Regions from separate parts of the Zea mays genome. Here region 1 is linked to region 2. The links are chromatin contacts, called in public Hi-C maps. All regions are on one chromosome and are shown on one strand. Each heading gives the region's core, a stretch centred on a gene start, on an enhancer-like site or on the middle of the called end of the contact. The rest is flanking DNA. Distances are from core to core; before and after follow the strand shown.

The links. A called contact is a pair of places that touch in the nucleus more often than the background predicts.
Region 1: a Hi-C map of bundle sheath shows a contact between it and region 2, with 2.7 times the contacts expected there. The contact joins the promoter of LOC100501277 here to the promoter of LOC100279372 in region 2. A contact is called at or near these places in 3 of 25 Hi-C or Micro-C datasets (bundle sheath, ear and tassel).

Annotation. Positions count from the first base shown.
Region 1 is chr5:58,055,100-58,060,204 of Zm-B73-REFERENCE-NAM-5.0, reverse strand. LOC100501277 reads right to left here and starts at 1,992. Exons shown (of 3, transcript NM_001366923.2): 1 at 236-1,992. The coding sequence starts at 1,330.
Region 2 is chr5:57,615,630-57,620,676 of Zm-B73-REFERENCE-NAM-5.0, reverse strand. LOC100279372 (putative SERRATE-related C2H2 zinc-finger family protein) reads left to right here and starts at 2,624. Exons shown (of 12, transcript NM_001152388.1): 1 at 2,624-3,111; 2 at 3,202-3,287; 3 at 3,969-4,023. The coding sequence starts at 2,633.

The DNA.
Region 1 (5,105 bases), core at 743-3,242, 440 kb before region 2:
TGACAAGAAATGCGAAGGGACTGAAACAAAGTAATGCATGCCAAGATTTTCTGATCACTGCTGATATAAAACAACAGACGATCTGTACTTTTACTGAAGTGAAACAGATTCTACTTACCAGACGATATGAACTAATGGCAGGTATAACTCAGGGTTCTAAGAGCTCTAGCCATCTTTAATTTTTAACTGGAAATGTAAGATCTTTTATATCTTTAGATAAGCTGGAAATACTTACTACCACATGAGCAGGGGACAATGGCAAGTCAGGCCCATTGCCATCAGCAAACGCAGAGCCTCTGCCACACCACGCCTTGAGCACCCCGTCAGTATTCAAGCTAAGCCCCAATCCTGTCTCTGGCAGTGCCAAAGCTCCATCGTCATCGCCATTGGCAGGCTCAGGACTCCCCTCCTCGTATATTGTCCCCAGTGACTTCTTCTTAGTCTTCTTCTTGTCTGTCACCTTGGCCATTGCCACTGAAGGCGGTGGTGCCGGGGTAATGTCTTTCACAGGTATGGCAGGGCACATCCACCATTCAGGATCGACACTATGCCGCTTCAGCGCTTGATTGATGATGATATTCTGATCCTGCCGGAAGCTGAGCCCGAGCACCATAAGGTTCCTGAGGTAGGGGTGCATCTTGGATCCGGGCATGTTGGAGTCAACGCTTGAGCCTGATACGGACGCCCCGTTGTTTTCCATAGAGAGCTTACCCATGATGCCATCGATGCCCTCGGCCGCGCTCTGGTCGACGCCGCACAGAATAGAATCGGCGTCGAAACCGTCGTCATCGTCGAAGCCAAGATCCCTGCGCTCGTCAGGCGCCGCCGCAGCGTCGTCAGGGGTCGCAGGAGACGGCGCCGGGTCGCGGAACTCGCTGAAGACGCTGCTGACGGCAGCGGGCGACGGGCAGCTTTCGGCGGCGGGGATCCGCGGCGTCAGGTCGCGGAGGAGGAAGGCGGCGTGGCCGCCGGGGACTGGGAACGGCGGGAGGAGGTCGGAGCAGGACGAGTCGTCGGCGAGCGCGGAGGCGAGGCCGAGGAGGCGGCGCGGCGCGGCGCCGCCCCTGGCGACGGGGAAGACGGAGGGGTACATGGACGCGAGCAGTGCCGCCGCCTCGTTGTACGTCTGGCTGGACCGCTTCCGCGGCGTGCGCGGGCGCTTGAGCGACAGCGACGCCACCGATGACGAGGTGGCCGACGAGGAGACTGCGGACGCGCTGGACGCCTCCGAGAGCGTGGAGGACGCCGCGGAGTGCGCCGGCGGCGCGGCCTTGACCATCTCCAGGTCCGGCAGCCGGATGCCGCCGGCCGGGATGCACGACGACGCCATGGCGGCTCTGCCGATCGGTCAGTCAGCGGATCCAGCAACGGGAGGAAACGGACACCTCACCCAGAGATCGCGACTTCCCTTCTAGAACTCATGAGGATTCTTGTTTTCCAGCTGGGCGGATGAGCTCACGGATGGAAGCGCAAGCGGGGTGGGGAAAACCAGCTGGTTGGCGTCCTAAACCCAACCGGAACAACCAGCGCAAAACCCCCCGCCCCCCACCAGAAAACCAGCGGAAAAGGAAGAAAATAAATGGGGCCAAAGCGAGGGGAGGGGACCGCGTGGAACCGGAGGAATTTCTTGTTCACGACGCCACCACCAGCTTCTGCTGCTGCTGCTGCATCTGCACGGCCGGCGGCCTCGCGGAAGGAGCCAAAGTGCCGTACCGCCGACAAAATAAAAAAAATGCAATCTCGGGAAAAAGGCGATCGCCGAGAAAGAAAAAGAGACGAATAATCAAAGCGGCCGGCCCGAGCAGGAAGCCAGGAACAGCGGGTGTGGCTTGTCGCTAATCAAGGCGGCGGCCGCGTCAGCAGCACCAGCGAGCTGCGAGCACCGCACCAAACTTGGAAAGTAAACGAGCTTGGGCTCAGGAGGTGCTCGTGGCAGTTTCGGCAAGGAGTGGAGGAAGGAGAGGAGGGCAGGCAGAGAGAGGCAGCGTGGACGGGCGGACAGCGGAGGCGTGGTTCGACTTGGTTGGAGTGAAGTGAACCGAGCATCGGGCGGAGGAAGCAGAGAGCCGTCTCCGACTCGATCAGGGACCGGGAGGGAGCAAGCAAGCGAGACCTAGCGCTTGGATTCGCCCAAGATGACGAATGAGGTTTTAGCGAAGGGAGGGAGGAGGACCCACGTTTGGCCTTTTTCTTTTTCTTTTTTGGCGGAGGTGGAGCGAACAAGAACAGGAGGTGCGGCGGCCGGCGGGCCAGCCGGCGCCCAGAGGAAGAGACGACGAGGTGATGTCACTGTCCCATTTCCCCACCCGCAACGCACTCGTCACCATTCCGGTGGGCCCCGCACAAACCCTCCCTCCCTACCAGCTCCCGGAGTTCCCCGTCCCATCGCTTTGCTTCGCATTTCCTCTCACCTGTGCCGCTGTGCGGTGTGGTGATCGGGAGCTCTCGCCTTTGGCACGTTGCGAGCTATGGCTGCTCCGAGGTACACGTGTGAGTGCGTGAGCAGAGCTCGATCCAGCTAGAACTACTCCTAGCGCGCGTCAGGCGTGACCGCCGCGCCCCCCCCCCCCCCCCCCCCCCTACTGGTCCAACTCACGTGTGACCCGCGCAGAGACCAGGGGAGGACGAAAAGAAGAGGTCGAGGCCCGAGAGAGACTTCTGACAGTGCCCCTCGCCCCTCGTTAGTAGCTACCGTCGTGCTGCTGGTGCCTGGTAGAGTGGTCGTCTGCTACTGTCACGGGCGCACTACACACCATCACCTGCTGCGTGTGCTCGTCTCCGACTAGAGATGGCAACATGTAAAAATCCGCTCGGTATTACTTGCACAAATCCATACCCGTGAAGAAAAAATATGCCCGCTAAAAAATTCATACCTATGACGGATATAAAATTTTGCCCAAACTCATACCCATGCGGGTTTTGGGTACCTAACGGATTTCCCATACCCACTAACATCAACATAAAAAATAATTTATCATGTAAATAACAATCAATACATTAATAAGCTAGGATAAAAGGAACAAGTGATAACTAATTTTAGCTTAATATTTGTTACATTAAGTTTATTTCAATTAGAACATATTCAATTAATAATATTATGAGACATATTTATAAGGAATGATGATTTTAAGGCGGGTTTTAAAAACCCATGGGTTTGCGGGTATGAGTAGTGGAAGAACAAACTCATGCCCACGTACCAGTTGGGTTTTCATTTGAACCCATTAACAAATCTATGGGTACAGAAATTAACCCAAACTTATACCCTAATAGAGTAAAAACTCACCAGGTTTCGGGTAGCGGGTACCCATTGCCATCTCTATCTCCGACTCCACTCCAGGCTCCAGTCCACGGGAAGGACAAGGCAAAGATGGAGTGGTGAATCTTCCTACAACGCAAACCAACCAAAAAAGAAACAAAAAGATTGAATAGAAATCGTGGTGTGGTGGATTTTGTGACGGCGATTTATTACTAACTACTCTCGTGACAGGCCGTCTGGTCTTGGGCCCGGTTGTACTTCCCTTCCTTGCTGCTGCTACAGCTAGCTGCCGTGGAAAGCCCATCCGGAGGCTCATCACGGCATCGACCAGGCCCAAACTAGCCCCACTCCGTAGTCCCGTAGCCGCCACAGGCCACAGCTCCCCGTGCCGTGCCGTCCTAGGGCGGCTCAATAATTTTAATTTTGTCACAAGCTAAAGTAGCATTTTAGTTAGGTTTGTTAATAAACCAACTCAATTTAAATTTAGGCCAGCCTATTAACTCGAACGAGCTAGCATTTGTCAACAAAACAAAGTATTCACTTGTTTTATATTAACTTTCAAAAAAAAAGTCGTTGTGGCTTTCGTGGCGACGATTTCCTCCCTCGTAGTGGGCCATCCGATCCTGGGCCCGGTTGCACTCCCCATTCCTGCTCTTGCTGCCACGGAAAGTCCATCTGCATGCCCATAACGGCATCGACCAAGCCCGAACTACCTCCACGGCCCCACTCGGTAGCCCCGCAGCCGCCGCTGGCGAGGCGACAAAGAGCTTATTTGGACAGTTTTTTAAGAGTTCCTGATAATCTAATTTTTTTATAATCTAGCTATCACGGAAATTTGGACATCATAAGATTTATGTGCGAAGAAAGATAAAGTTGTATGTACAATTTTGGGTTTAGAAAGTGACATATTCCTATCACGACAACTCGGCGGATTTTGAATTCACGTTGATTTGTGTGGGTTTCATAGAAACAATTCTCACATGTTGTCTCTGTTAGCTTACCCCTCCTATCTCACATCTTATCTCTTATTTTAAATTTCACTCTTTGAACAATGTAGTCCAGAGCGCAAAACACTGTTTTGCACGACCATGTGCATGATCTGCTGGAAAGCGGCAAAACTTTTGTTACAAGAAGCCAATTCTAACATCTAAAAGCCAAAACAAACAGATCTAACTTGCTCCTCTCTACATGTATGGCAATAGGATGGTGGAGCTAATAGTATCACATTGCTAGTTTAAGTGGAGCGAGACTAATTTATATATGGAGGTCTTTCTCTCCCGCAAAGTCATGGATGAGGCGAGAGTGGACGAAGTACCACACTCGCACGCTCGTCTGGCCTAGGTGGGGCGAAGGGCGCGGGCGCGCTACGTGCACGCGAATGGTTAGCTAAAATCTGGTCCCTCACCTTGTTGGGCATGACTTTTTTCTATTTTTCTATTTTTTACTTGCTTGACTGTTAAGTTTAGAGTCCTTATCTGATCATGGTCACATCATGACATGAGTCCTTAAGATTAGAGTCCTTATCGACCAGATTGTGATATGAGTCCTTAAGTTAGAGTTCTTATCTGATCACAACCAAATTGTGACGTGGGTCCTTAAGTTTAGAGTTCTTATCAACCATATCGGAACATGAGTCCTTAAGTTTAGAGTCCTTATCTGATCACGATCATATGGTGACATAAGTCCTTATTGTATCACGAACAGATCGTGACGCGAGTTATTATTGGTTCGTGAGGCATGGAGGCGACTCTATATATTGCACCTAACAACTGTTATTAAAGGTATCCAATACACGAGTTAGGTTTTGCCTCTGCTTACTGTTGCGCCGCTGTTGTAGTCTTCTTCATCC
Region 2 (5,047 bases), core at 1,375-3,874:
CAGCGTGAACAGTACGGGGGTACTGTTCACCTATTTATAGGCACGGAACACAGCCCATATAAAATTTTACATCCATGCCCTTTACATTTGGTAGTAATTCTATAGTAATCCACCGAGGTCTGAATAGCCTTTTCATCTTTAAGTCGGTTTCCTTTTCTGCTACCACGCCGAAGCTTTCCTGCTCACATCTTCGGCGCTATATCAACCTTCGTATTGTTTGGGCTTCTCCTACTATGATATCGACTCGAGTCCGAAGATACCTGTTCACACATTATACTCCAGAAACACTGTTAAATCTTGTTTTTGAGGACCTTCGGAAGCCGAAGGCCCCCAACACTCCCTTCTTTGGCGGAAGTCGTTGTCGGCCCGAATGTATTCATCAATCTTCTGAAGCAGCTTCTCCAGAGTTTGTGGGGGCTTCCTGGCGAAGTACTGAGCCGTGGGTCCTGGCCGAAGACGCTTAATCATGGCCTTAATGACAATTTCATTGGGCACTGTGGGTGCTTGTGCCCTTAGTCGCAAGAACCTTCGGACATACGCCTGGAGGTATTCCTCATGATCTTGCGTGCACTGGAACAAGGCCTGAGCTATGACTGGCTTCGTCTGAAAGCCTTGGAAACTGGTCACCAGCATGTCCTTGAGCTTCTGCCACGACGTGATTGTCCCTGGCTGAAGGGAATAATACCATGTCTGGGCCACATTCCGGACTGCCATGACGAAGGACTTAGCCATGACAGCTGCATTACCTCTGTATGAGGATATTGTTGCCTCATAGCTCATCAGAAATTGTTTTGGGTCTGAGTGCCCATCGTACATTGGTAGCTGAGATGGCTTGTAAGATTGTGGCCATAGAATAGCCTGCAGTTCTGCTGTCAAGGGAGAAGCATCATCAAAAGTAAAGGTATCATGATTAAAATCATCATACCATCTATCTTCGTTGAATAAGCCTTCCTGACGAAGCTCCCTGTGTTGGGGCCTTCGATCTTGTTCATCTTGAGCAAGATGACACACTTCTTCAGTAGCTTCGTCAATCTTCCTTTGAAGATCGGCCAGCCGAGCCATCTTCTCCTTCTTCCTTTGCACTTGTTGATGAATGATTTCCATATCCCTGATCTCTTGGTCCAACTCCTCCTCCTGGAGTGTTGGACTGGTGGCCTTCCTCTTCTAGCTTCGAGCCTATCGGAGAGAAAGAGTTTCCTGGTTTGGGTCCAGAGGCTGCAGCGCAGCAGCCCCTGACGCTGAAGCTTTCTTCGGCGGCATGACGAAGGTCAGGGCTTGCCGAAGGTGGTCGAATGAGTTCACCAGAGGTGGGCGCCAATGTTGGGGACTTGTTCTCAAATACTATGAATTAAGAACAAGACAACATAGAATGTTAAATGTTAATGCCCTTCGTCCTTCGAAGCATTATCTCCCTTAGGATATAATGATCTTCAGACGAAGGTCATGAAGGACATACCTTCATCATCGTAGTATATGTTAACAAGAGAAGAAGTGTATGAGATATAAGAGACAACATGAACGATCATATAACATTATCACTTCATCCTCATTATATTAACATGGAAAAATAAAGACAATATTGAGTTACATATGTACCTTCGACTTGACATAAGGTAAAAAGTACAAGCGTGACGCACAAGCGAGTACCAGTCAGCATGAACAGTACAGGGGTACTGTTCATCTATTTATAGGCACATGACGCAGCCTGTGTAAATTTACATCATGCCTTTTATATTTACTATTGACTTATGGATAAACCAACAGGACTGAATAACCTTTTCCCCTTTAGGTCGGTTCATCTTTCCGCCATTTAGTCGAAGTTTCTTTACATGTAGCTTCGGAGCAGCATCATCCTTCGTCTCAATCATGCTTTTCACATAGCGTATGATTTTAATCCGAGTCCGAAGGTACCTGTTCATATGTCACACTTGGAAAACATTGTTAAATCATGTTTTTGAGAACCTTCGGAAGACGAAGGCTCCCAACAGATGACAACACAATTCCACGCAGCGAATTGGATGTCACCAAATTTCAATTCAATTGTTTGGATGCCACCGAATTGGAGTTTAGAATTGTGTGGTCCAATTCCACTCAATACATAGGGGTGATGCTCTGTATTTGAAAAGACAAGAATTGAGTATCTGATTCCAAATCTTATTTTCATGTGCAAACAAACAACATAGGCCATGTTTGGTTTCATTTAGTCTTAGGACTAAACTTTAGTCTTAGGACTAAACTTTAGTCCCTACTTGTTTGGTTTTAGGGACTAAATAGGTTCTAAAGTCATTAAATACATTGTCCAAAGACTTAAATGCTCTTGGAATACACTCACGTGGGCTTTTAGTCTCCTTTAGCACCTATGTGAAGGACTAAAGACTAAATCATTTTAGTCCATATTTTAGTCCTAGTGTTTGGCAAAAAAAAGGACTAAATGAGACTAAAAACTAGAGACTAATCTTTAGTCCCTCTAACCAAACACCCCCATAATCTTGGAAAGTTGATTCCAATTCATAATTCTGTGGTCTAATATATACATCCAACGGTATTAGGGAAGTTGTCCTAAAATCGTGATTGTTCTTAAACTGTACACGTATACATCGGTCAATCTCTGCCGTTCCTAACACCAGATTTCATGATGCTTCCGTCATCTACTATCTCGTGTATCAGTCCCCGCCGGCTTCCGTCCCCAATTACTCGCTCAAACCCTAGCCCCACCGCGCGAATGGCCGATGTGCTTGACCCGGCCTCCGACGCGCCGCGCGCGCGCCGTCCGCCGCCACCTCCCCCGGATAGCCCGGAGGACCGCTCGCCGCAGCTGCCCCCGCCTCCACCCGGGGGCCCCCCGGCGGCGAGCCGGAAGCGGAGTCGCTCTCCGCCGCCGCCGCCGCCGCCTCCGCTGGGTTCGTCCCGGCCCCAAAGGTATCGGGACCACCGCAGCGGCGGAGGGCGGGGCGGGAGCAGCCCCAGCCCGCCGCCGTACCGGGGCAGCCGCCGCCACTCGCCGTCCAGGAGATCCCCGTCGCCGCCATTCAAGCGGTCGCGGAGGGACGACGGGTACGACCGCCGCGGGGGCCGCGGGAGCCCGCCGCGTTACGGGTACGATGATAGGAGGTGAGGGGCTTTGGCTCAATCGTCCGTCGGGGTTTCTGTGCACGGAAAGTTTTTGCAGGTGGTATGTGTGCTTACCGTGTGGTTGTTCAGGCGAGGTTATGACCATGAGCGAGGTGGCGGCAGAGGTGGGTATGAAGATGACAGGAACCAGGGCAGATATCTGAACCGTGCTCCAGGTGAGGACTCTTCTCATGCAAAGTTCAGTTGTAGGAATATATTAATAATCTTGGTAATAGAAGATCTAAAGTAACAAATGTGAATATAAATTTAAAATTGAAAAAGATGGAGATCTTCGTGTACTAGTTGTTACTCCCTAGTCTCTCCAGCATTCTTGTGTTTTTCCTGAAGTCTGGTAAAGACATGTGGTTATTCCAAGATGTCGGTGCACAGGAGTCCAAGCAACTAGCACTGGTGATTTAACACACATACCAGTTTTGAAGCAAGCGTTACATGTGGCCTTGAGTCCTTGACGGATAGGAAGGCGCCAGCTAGCTGTATATTACTTTTTGTGAAGCATCACTGGAACCGCATGCATAGTATGGAACCAAATCCAATTAATACGGGCACCTTGGCATGGCATCAAAGGGCTGGATTAATTTCCTCTTTGGTATGTGCAATCCATCTATTCGTGCATTAGAAAACGGACCAGAGGGAGTAGTTCGTTTGTTCTTGCTGTGACCTTACAGTACAATGTTGATCACATGAACCTTCTCAACTTAAGTAGCTATATGTTCTCTGCTTCTATATAAAATGGCTGTTCTTTAGTTTTATGTCTGGCGACAAATAACTTGTGACGAATGACTTGTTATTTGTTTATGATTTATGACAATCACTTGACATGCAACTTCTGTACCCAGATTGGCCTGATTCGGGGTACGGAGCGGCCAATGATGGTCCAGGGGTCACCCAAAGGTACTGATGATGTAACTAATGACAGATTTTTTTTGTTTGCTTTTTTGAATCTTCGTTATGAGCCACTTCAAAATTTTGTCTTGCGGGGTATTGGTTGCTATCACTGTATATAAGAGTCATCAGAACTCATCACTGCTTGTGGAGAATTCAAATCAAGCTCATATTGTCAAGTGCTCTATGCATTGTTAACGGGTAGAGAATCTTCTCAGAAAATTCCCCATATTTGATGTTCGGAAGCAAAAGATGTGGATGATTTATCAGGCCAAAGTTTCTGTCTACCACAACCTAATTACTCTTGTTACCCACCACCAGCAAGCCTTCTGCTCTCTTTACAGTTTGTGCTGCTACAACAAATAGCTTCCTCCAGTATACCACTAGTATATGTATATATTGAGATGCAGCTATATACTCGAAAGCAGAATCCATATATGTTTCGGATGCAGTCAAATGGAGAATCTGATGAGAACATTCTCTATCCGTTAACAATCAATTGGCAGAGGCTTCGTTTGGAACTCACAAGCGCTCTTTTCTTCACAATGTAATATGAGACCATTCACAGTTTTTTCCCAGCATATCACATTATGCATACATTTATACTGGCAATTCCTTAAATTAACAATTCATAACACTTAAGAAATTTATACTTCTGAACAATATTGGTTCCTGGTTTCTGTATTACTGCAATGAAGCTCCTACTCATTGATGACCCTGCCAAGGTTTTCAACTCGATAAGTCGAGTCAAGCTGTCAAGGTACCGACTTGGTGACTAGTCGGTAAGTCAGTCGACTAGTCGCCGACTTGCCAATATAGTGGCTGTTTTGCCTATATAATGGCTTCATATAGACAATATAGCATTTATATATGAAGAAAGGGCATGTTTTACCTCATTTGAAGCCTGAAATTGAATGAAACTGAAATAAACAGCAAGGCTTACCTCATTTGAAGCCTCAAACTGAACCAAATCAGCCACATAAGTGATTAGTCATAAACTCATAAGTCATAACAGCCATATATAGACATATAG